Regions from separate parts of the Mus musculus genome. Here all the other regions are linked to region 2. Evidence: chromatin contacts called from public Hi-C and HiChIP or PLAC-seq data. All regions are on one chromosome and are shown on one strand. Each heading gives the region's core, a stretch centred on a gene start, on an enhancer-like site or on the middle of the called end of the contact. The rest is flanking DNA. Distances are from core to core; before and after follow the strand shown. Region 1 overlaps Ahdc1 (AT hook, DNA binding motif, containing 1). Region 2 holds the start of Gpr3 (G-protein coupled receptor 3). Region 3 has its middle 9.9 kb from the start of Gm42322.

Region 1 (3,116 bases), core at 310-2,809, 130 kb before region 2:
ACTCTTGGGTTTTCTCTTCTGTTGTTGTTGTTGTTTTTTGTTGGCAGGACACACCCAAAGATCCAAGTTTGTATTAAAAAGAAATGAAAAAAAGCAAAAAAAAAAAAAAAAAAAAAAAAAAAAAAAAAAAAAAAAACCTTGTGTCTTGTAAAACTGGGGACAACAGCCACTGGTCCTTCTGAGAGGAGTTGAGACCTCAGGATGTTCCTGGGTTCCCTGCCTCTGAGTCCTGCCACCTGCCTGTGTTTGAGTGTCATCTCCCTCCCTGCAGCCTCTGCTCCCCTGCCTCTAAGCACTCCCATCCCACTGCTTAGAGCTTTAAAGATTTGTTTATTTTATTTATGTGTACCAATGTTTTGCCTGAATCTATGTTTGTGCACGGCATGTGAGCTTGGTGACCTTGAAGGTCAGAAAAGGGCATGGGATCCCCAGTTACAGATAGTTACACACTGTCATTTAGATGCAGGGACTCAAATCCATGTCCTCTGCAAGAGCAGTAAGTGTTCTCACCAACAGAGCCATTGCTTGACACGTCCCCATTTCTGTCCTACATCCTGTGGCCCCCCAGAGCCACTTTCCGTCCCCTGAGGAGCCCCATGGTAAGCTCCGTGTCCATCTTCTTCCTTTTGGTGCCCTCATCCCACCTCAGGTCCCAGAGCACTGCCCCTAAATCTCTTCCTTTGTCCTGGCTCTGGCCATTAGGCCCCAGGGCTCAATCGGGATTCTATGAGGCCAGTCTTCATTTTACTGAGTTAGGTGTCTCTATGTGATCAGACTCAGACCCGCCTGCCTTCATCCTTCGAGAGCTGGGATTACAGGCATGTGCCACTACACCCAGCAATATCAATCTTTGAAATGATCCACAAATCTTGTAGGACTGGAGTGATGTGACTTCCAGGCACAACTTGAGTAGTCCCCACTTCTGTCCATACCAAGTCTCCCTATCTCCAGCCCCAGTCTGCTCATTTACTGTTAACATACCCATGTGCTTTTGTAGGACCTAAGGTATGACCAGTCACTTCATTGTCCCTTCCTGCAATTCTAAATGCTACTGTTTCTTCCCAGCCTAGATTAACAGAAGAACTAACTGTCAGCCTCCCGGACCGGAAGGCTGGTTACTTCTCACTCCCTGAGCATGGCAGGCCTGGCTCGCCATTCCTTCATTCCACAGAGTTTCTTGTAGGGTTTTCAGAAGCATGTTTTCCCATGACCCACTTCACAGTGAAGCTCTGCTGAGCGCTTCTCCCCTGCTTCTCTTCCTCGATGACACTCCCAGTGATACCAGGCCACGTTCCATGTGACTTAGCCTCTCTGCCCCTAGCAACAAGGCCCATGACTTGGGGTCATGGGAGGATCCCGCTGAGAGGCAAACATGCCCCCACCTTCTGGCTACCCCTGCCTGGAAGAGGCAGAAGGATTCACAGGTCACAACCCCTGAAAACTGCATCTTCTGCTGGATGTGAAAGCCATCTGCTACACGGCCCCCTCCACACAGCCTCACCGTGTAGACCTTGGCCTACCTACTCTTCCTGCCTGTTTTGGGGAGGTGACACCACTCTCAAGCTGACAGTCTCCCGTGGAGCTGCCAGTGGGGGCAGGAAGCAGCAAGACCTGCTAAGAGGTCAGGTCAGGGAAGGGGCTTTCCACAGGAGAAAGCTTTTTAAGAAGCCACGCCTAGGGTGGTGACAGAACTGTGAGTGATTTCTGAAGCAGGAAAGACTTGCGAAGGCCAGAGGTGGGAAGAGGAGGCAGGAGGAGGAAGTCCAGGTAGGTCTAACTCAGTAGACACATGAGTTTGAGAGAGCAGAATGGAAGTGTTCTGTCTGAGTGGTGAGAAAGGTGATAACAAGGGGCAGAGCATCAGAGTGCCATGGAGCTGTGCGGTAGGGGAGCTGGGTGCAGTGGGTCAGCGACAGAATGCTTGCCTACCAGGCACAAGCAATTCCCTAGGTTCAGTTTCCTACAGCAAAAACCAAACACCCCAGGCAGGACAGCTGGGATAGACCAACTCAAAAGAAGCCTGTTTGCAGCCTCAAGAGAACTGTACGTTGACTGGCTGCTGAGGGGCAGAAAGGGGAGTCTTAGCCGGGTGGAGCTGGCAGATGAAGGGGGCTGGGCTAAGTTGGTATCTCTGGCAGTCAGGGTTCAGTTTGAGGGTAAGGCCTGGTAGGGGTCTTGGGGGGTTGCTCAGAGGAATGGTGGGGGGTGGATTATGCAGTAGAAGGAGTTGCTGCTCTCAGCACAAGATGGATCTTAAGGGGAGGAAAGGTAGTGAAGGGCTGTGTGTGTATACAGTTAAGGAGCTAGGGTGGAGAGACCATGAAGGAAGTAGGAGCTTAAAGAGATGATAACAGCAGAGGCTTGGAGGACAGAGGGCAAAGGGGAGGGGCTTGGTGATAATCTAGTGCCCCATGAGAGATGAAAGGAGAGGGAAAGAGGTACGGGGCTGAGGATGTTAGCTCCACGGTAGAGCTTCTGCCTAGCTCTTGCAAACCTTGATCTTCAGTGGGACAAAAGCGGGGAGGGGAATCCGGGTGGGTAGGCTTACTGCTTAGTAAGGGGTAAGGACTCCAAGGTACTTCAGAGACCAGATGTGATAGTTTTGGGGATGGAAAGTTTGTCAGGCCCTAGAATTGCTGAGGAAAGAGCCAGAAGAAACGCTCCCCAGGTAAGTGAGCCACTGATGGAAGTCACAAAGTTTATTCTATTTTCAGAGGTTGGAGCATCACCAAAGCCAAGGTACTGTACACACCTGGGTTTCAGAACACATCAAAACGGTTCCTAGCTGGGCCTGGTGCCTCAGACCTTTCATTGCAGCTACTCCGGAGGCTGAGGCAGGAGGGAGGATCTCAGGTTTAAGGCCTAAACAGTAAATTCAAAGCCAGGTAGGCAATTTAGCAATGCTGTCTTTAAAAAACCAACAGCCAGGTGGTGGTGGTGCACACCCTCAATTCCTGCGCTGCAGAGGCAGAGGCGAGTCAGTTCCAGTACAGCCAAGGCTACACAGAGAAACCCTGTCTCAAAAAAAACAAAAATGGAGGAGGCAGAGGTGGCCAGATGACTTACCAGGTAAAGGGATGCCTAGTGGCAAACGGGACAACCTGAGCTCTGTCCCT
Region 2 (2,805 bases), core at 279-2,778:
TTGCTAGCACGCCGACCAGCATCAAGCTCATCTCTGGTGAGCCAATGCAGAAGTCAGCCGCAAAGTGCAGGACCAGGCCCAGGCCTGCCAGCAGGTCTGCTACGGCCAAGCTACCCACCAGCAGGAACATGGGGGCGCGGAAGGCAGGAGTGCCCACAATGATGGCCACCACCAGCGCGTTCTCGCAGGACACCAGGGTGCCTGAGATGCACAGCACCACATCCCAGGCCCTGGGAGAGGGCAGCAGTGTAGCTGGGCCTGTGGGTTCCTCTACTGGGTCCACGCTGCTCACGTTCACACTGCCTGAGCCAGCTGAGAACCAGGCCATAGAGCTTCCTGCTCCCCACATCATGGTACCTGTAGAAGAAAGGTCCTATGAGATGCTGGCAGGCCCGTATCCTGACAGGAGGCCCTTCGAGAAAAGAAAGCTGTCAGGATAACAGGTAGGGTACGGATGTCCTGCACACCCCACACCCCCAATTCATGTCCTGTGGTTTTTGTCCTCTGATGCCTCCAGGCCTCTAAACAGGGGTCCCTTTTTCTCGGTGATCCCTTTTCTGTGTCCCTTCACCCTCCCCTCCATTCCTCTAAGTCCTGAAGACCTCTTGGCCACACGTGGTCAAAGAAGTGAATCAAAGCTTACCATAAGTGAATAGGGGAAGCACAGGATTCAAGGTGTGCCCTCAATAGGCTCATGAATAGGGGAGGGAAACACGTCAAGAAGAAGAGCAGTCAGCTCCCTCCCACCAGACACGATGACTTGGTTCCTGAAGCTCCCAGACCCCTCACGATTCATGGGCACTGCCAGCCTCAAGCTCCGCCCCCAGGCAAAGCCGGTGCAGCTTCTTGCCAGCCCCCACTCGACATTCCCAGGGTAACACCTGGGAACTCATTTCCCCTACACTCTCCCAGACTTCTGACTCCGGACAGACACCCCACACACACTGCCCCCTTCTTCCTCCTAACCACTGGGTCTCCGTAGCAGACACCCCCTGGTGAAAGCCGGATTCCTGAGTCAGACCCCTCCTTCTGCCCGGACACCTGGATCTTGGGCCTGACTCCGCCTCCTGCCTTGGATAGCCGAAGCCCCAAATAAGACACCACCCGCTACTCGGACGTCTAGGTGCCCGCCCCAGACGCCTCCTGTTCTCCCAACCTCAGATGACCGCCCGTCCCTCTAGGGCCTCAGGTCCCGCAGGAATGCTCACCCTTTGCCGGGTCACCCCATCATACCACTCGAGAGCACCCGAACACTTGGGGAGCTGCCTGCTTATGCAGACTCTGCACATCCAGAGTCCCAGGTACGACCCCCCGACCCTGAGCAGGGGCAAGCAGCCTTCCGCCGGCCCGGCGCCCCTGCACGCTGTGTCCTCCCAGACTCCGGGTACCCGCGGCAGGGCCCACTACTCACCGGTGGCTCAGGACCGGGTGCGGCCGGGCCGCGGGGCGCCTCCACTCAGGTTCTGGCAGAGCAAGGTGTGCGCGGACCCCAAGAAGCCCCCGCGGCCGCGGGAGACGCGGCGTGAGTCACCCCGCCCCGCCCCGCCCCCGGCCACCGGTTTGGTGACGCCAGAAGCCCAGCAGGCCAATGGGCGCTGCGCGCTGGAGCGCAGCGCGTGCTGCGCGGCATAGTAATGAGGCCTCGCGCCGCCCGCTCCCCCATTCATAAAAAGTGACCGTGGCCGCGGCCCCGCCCCCTCCGGAGCCGGCTCTCTGTCCTTGACGCGGCGCCCTCTGCGGGTCGGGGGTTTTGGGGACACTAGTGGGAGAGCCTTAAAAGAGACTCGGGGAGGTCACAGAGGATGTGGGAAGAGGTCAAGGGATTGGGATAGTCTGCGGGGGTGATGAGTACCTTCGGTGGCAGAAACGAGCTGACATAAGACAGGTGATGGAGCGAAATGGGCGTCCCCGGTGAGGATGACAGGCTCTGCCTCTGATAGGGCCCCGAGGCGACGGTGACAGGAGCACGAGGGAGCAGGGAGGTGGGTGGCTGTGACGATATGAGCACGGTGACAGGATCTTGGAGGATGGCGGCTGTGGGACGTTGACGGTAGCGGGGTGTAGGCCTCCTCAGGACAGCCACAGCATTGTCAGGATGACTGCAGCATGATGGAGCTCGGGGACCCTAGGGTAACAGAAGTGGTGACAAGGCTTTGGAGATGAGTGTGCAGGTGAAGGAACTTCAGGTCACTGTGACCCTGTTAAGTGCTATAAAGGACTGAGGTGACGAAGCTAAATGAGAGCTGTGGGGTCCTGAAGTAAAGACCAAATGACTTGTGTGTGGGCCCCAGAGTGAGGGAACAGGGTAGGAAGTCTGACTGGACAGCGACCCAGCAGGTAAGTTGCTGTCAGGACAGGTCCCGTGATGTTGGGGTTGGAATAAGGAGCTGGGTGACGTCACTCATGTGGACCCAATAGCGTCCTCTCTGCATGGGAGGGTGCGCCTGGCAAGATTTCAAAACCTCAATTATTTATTCAAGGATCTGAAAAGCCAGAGCGAGGGCTGGGGGGGGGCGGGGGTGGTCACTTCCCCGAAGCAGCAGGAGATAGGGAGCCGGGAAGAACTTGGAAGCAGAAGGACTCGGCAGCTCCGTGCTCAGAGCAGCCTTCCTGAGCACCGGCTTAGGTACCCCAGGGGGTGGGGCAGAAAGAAAACTTGCTCTTTACTAGACCTGCCTGCGCCATCCCTAGGGAAATGCCCCATCAGATCTAACCCTAGGCACCAGTACTGTCCTTTCTCCCTTTGATCGTCTCTGGAATGTTCAAGACTTTAGGAGGGTGATGGGAGTCAGGGGTCGGATGTCG
Region 3 (3,192 bases), core at 15-2,514, 240 kb after region 2:
TGTGAGGACCCCATCACAGACCTCATCTTGTGATTGTGTGTGTGTGTGTGTGTGTGTGTTAGAGTCGCTAGGGAACACACCCAGACACCAAATTCTCAGCACAAAGGAAGTTTATTACCCCAGAGGGACAAGCAAGGGGCGTGCCGCCTCTGGATCAGACCACGGCAGTAGCAGGTGTGTCTGCAGAAATAGTTTTTAATGAGGGAAGGGGAAGTCTGTGCTAAGACCTGATTGGACAGCTTAGCTGGTGTAGGCAAAAAATGAATGTTGATAGCTGGGCCTTGGTGTTTAGTCTCAAGAATGAATAGGTGGCTAAATAAGGGAATAGACCTTGGGGGCAAGCTTTAGGAATGTAATCTCGTGGTTTAGCAAGGCAGAGGGAAGGGCCAAAGCAGACAGCGCCATGTTTGCCATGATTGGGCCTGTTAGAGAGCCCTTCAATGATGGCCGCCCACTGCCCCTGTTGGTGCCCCCATCCCTGGGCTGGCTGAGGAAGGCATTTTACTCCAGTACACTCTGCCTGCTAAATTGAGGTGGGTGGAGTCTGAGATGTTCCTGCAGCCTCTGGGAAGCTGGGCAGATCCCGAGGAGCTAATTTTTCATGCTGTGGAGCTCAGAGGAAGTTCAAGGACAGGACAGGGCAAGCAGATGGTGAGACACAAGGAACATTCCAGCCATCTTCTGACCTCAGACGTGATAGCTCACGCCTGCAATCCCAGCACTGGGAAAGCTAGGCAGGAGGCAATATTGCCATGTCTGTGAGTTGTGGGCCAATGTAGTGAGGGCATCTCCCACAGTCTGGACAGCCCTTGAGGAAGGGGAGAGGAAGCTACTTAATACCTGTGAAGTCAGGAGGGCTTGAGGGAGGTTATGGAATTAAAGTCTGTTAGTCAACCTCCAATGAGAATTTTCCAGAAAGAGAGACCGCAAGGAGGCAGGTGGAGGGGGAGTGTGTAACACGGTGAGATGACAGAATTCAGCCACTTGCAGCGAGTGGGCACCTGCTCTCTCTAGGGAAGCGCAGGCAGGAGCTGAGGGCACGGAGAACACGGAAAATGTGACACGTCCATCTGCATGTTTCTGGTACTTAAAAGAATGACTGAGTCCGTGATCAGTCAGATTCGTGGCCCTGCGTCATTCTGCAGTCATGCAACCAGACTCGTGGAGGTCAGCAAGGGTCAAAATTTAGGTGGGCTCACGAGGTACCACTGCATGAATTCCAACCGCAACAGCCGAGCATCTGTCAGAGCGCCACCTGCTGGCTGATACTGACTGTGGCCAGAATTGAAAGTTTGTTGCCTGAATGGGGAAGGGGACTCCCTTCAAATGACCTGTCCCACTAAAAAATAACTAGTGCTTGATTCATCCTGACCCTCCTGAGGGTCAGCCAACATAAACAACAAACGAAAGAAGGGGGTGTTGTGGTGTGTGCCTATAATCCCAACCCTTGGGAGGTAAAATCAGGAGGGATCATGATTTCAAGGCCAGCCTAGGCTACATAGTGAGGCTATTCCTAAAGCAAAAATAAAACAGTCATACGCCTTGCAACAGGCAAAAAGGTCTCCCGGTGCCTGTTCTCCTGGAGAAAGGTTGAACATTAGTGACCTTCAATGCTTCATTCTCTAGAGGAGGGGGTGTGCTCTGGGTTGGCTGACTCTATAACTGTGTAGGGATAAAACCAACTTATGGAAAACCTATGGTGGATAGAGAGGGTGGATGGGTTAGCTGTTAAGAGCACTGGATAGTCCTGGAGAGGACCAGAAATTGTTTCCCAGCACTTATGGGCAGCTCCCACTACCTGTAGCTCCACTTCCAGGGAATCTGCTGCCTGCCCCCTTCTGGTCTCCACTGGCACGTCATACATTCCTACACATAACACACACACACACACACACACACACACACACAGAAAAACCTTTTTTTTTTTTAAATCGTAATGTGCCAGGAGATGGTTGCACACACCTTTAATCCCAGCACTTGGGAGGCAGAGGCAGACAGATCTCTGAGTTCGAAGCCAGCCTGGTCTACAGAGTGAGTTCTAGGACAGATAAGACTACATGGAGAAACCTTGTTTTCATGGATGGATAGATAGATAACAATTTAAACGACTCCTCTTTAGGAGAAATAACACTTATTGGAAAGGTCAAGTTCACATTTAAAATTATCACATTGTCTTTCTGGCTCCTTATTAACGAGCAAATTCACAAAAGTCTTTGGCATGGGCTCACTGTTTTATTTGTATAAGGGTTTTGAGTTAACCTTATTGGAAATTATGTTTGTTTTAATACAGGTGTCGTGACACACACCTGTAATCTCAGAATTTGGAGGTCAAAGCAGAAGGCATGGGAGTTCGAGGTCATCCTCAGCTAAGAAGGGAATTTGAGGCTAGCCTGGGGTACATAAGATTCTGTCTCACAAAACTGAAAAGAAAGAAAGCCAGGTGTGGTGGCGCACACCTTTAATCCTAGCACTTGGGAGGCAGAGGCAGCCGGGACTACAGAGTGAGTTCCAGGACAGCCAGGGCTACACAGAGAAACCCTGTCTCAAAAAAAAAAAAAAAAAAAAAAAAAGGAAAGAAAAGAAAGAAAGGGTCACAGAGAGATGGCCAGATGGCCAGGCAGTTAGGAGCACTGGCTACTCCTAAGTTGTTTTGTTTTGTTGAAAAAAGATCTTCATATGCAGCTGAAGCTGAACTCCATTTGAGATCCTCCTGCCTCAGACACACATATAAAAGGCCACAGAAAGAAGTCTCGTTTAACTTTGGCACACTTTCCATTCCTCTGGAAGGAATGGGGACTGCTCAGAAGAAAATGACCCCAACACTGGAAGACTGAGGACAAAGTCAGTGACCGGATGCTTGAACATAAACAAGAAAACCCACCAGATAAATTGAGAGGGGGAGAGAGGATGGAGTGACTGGACTGTCCCCTGACTCTAGCAGGAGCTGGCTACCTACTTGTTTGGTCTCTACTTTTGAACTAAAAACTTCCTCCAAGAATGACGTCCGGAATCCCTCACCAACCGGGATCTTGGCGCCACCCTGTGGCTATTTCTGGAACTGCGCATCTATATTGATCCAGCTCTAGCTAAAGGCAAATTGCACCTTTCTCGTGTACATTGTCTCTTTTCTCGTTTCCTGTTCTCCTTTTCTTTTTTCTTTCGGCACTGGGTACGAATCCTGGGTCTCTTCAC

What was found. Hi-C and Micro-C count contacts between places; a contact is called where the count stands out from the background. HiChIP or PLAC-seq counts read pairs in DNA pulled down with a chosen protein or histone mark.
Region 1: an H3K27ac HiChIP or PLAC-seq map of double positive thymocytes shows a contact between it and region 2, with 4 times the contacts expected there. The contact joins the enhancer-like site here to the promoter of Gpr3 in region 2. A contact is called at or near these places in 14 of 39 promoter capture datasets (the 3T3-L1 cell line, the HPC-7 cell line, HPC-7-derived erythroid cells and 7 more), 1 of 15 datasets of contacts at CTCF or cohesin (embryonic stem cells), 11 of 484 Hi-C or Micro-C datasets (the AML12 cell line, bone marrow-derived macrophages, cerebellar granule neurons and 6 more), 9 of 115 datasets of contacts at active chromatin or transcription factors (bone marrow-derived macrophages, craniofacial prominence, double positive thymocytes and 4 more) and 3 of 9 other capture datasets (adipose tissue, liver and pancreatic islet).
Region 3: a Hi-C map of embryonic stem cells shows a contact between it and region 2, with 3 times the contacts expected there. The contact joins the enhancer-like site here to the promoter of Gpr3 in region 2. A contact is called at or near these places in 10 of 39 promoter capture datasets (the 3T3-L1 cell line, the C10 cell line, the SN4741 cell line and 7 more), 2 of 15 datasets of contacts at CTCF or cohesin (embryonic stem cells and large pre-B cells), 44 of 484 Hi-C or Micro-C datasets (B cells, the Ba/F3 cell line, the G1E-ER4 cell line and 24 more), 9 of 115 datasets of contacts at active chromatin or transcription factors (bone marrow-derived dendritic cells, bone marrow-derived macrophages, embryonic stem cells and 3 more) and 2 of 9 other capture datasets (liver and macrophages).

What each region holds. Positions count from the first base shown.
Region 1 is chr4:133,077,527-133,080,642 of GRCm38.p6, forward strand. It overlaps Ahdc1 (AT hook, DNA binding motif, containing 1), which reads left to right. Exons shown (of 7, transcript NM_146155.3): 7 at 1-584. Among named protein-coding and RNA genes, the nearest start is that of Gm26615, 4.4 kb to the right of the region's middle. Within about 2 kb of position 1,560, at least 39 of the 459 cell types and tissues checked have an H3K27ac peak or open chromatin away from gene starts, as enhancers often do. A contact at or near this core is called in double positive thymocytes, where this site is marked.
Region 2 is chr4:133,211,008-133,213,812 of GRCm38.p6, forward strand. Gpr3 (G-protein coupled receptor 3) reads right to left here and starts at 1,529. Exons shown (of 2, transcript NM_008154.3): 1 at 1,412-1,529; 2 at 1-357. The coding sequence starts at 352.
Region 3 is chr4:133,448,712-133,451,903 of GRCm38.p6, forward strand. No RefSeq gene overlaps it. Among named protein-coding and RNA genes, the nearest start is that of Gm42322, 9.9 kb to the left of the region's middle. Within about 2 kb of position 1,265, at least 34 of the 459 cell types and tissues checked have an H3K27ac peak or open chromatin away from gene starts, as enhancers often do. A contact at or near this core is called in the HL-1 cell line, embryonic stem cells and pro-B cells, where this site is marked.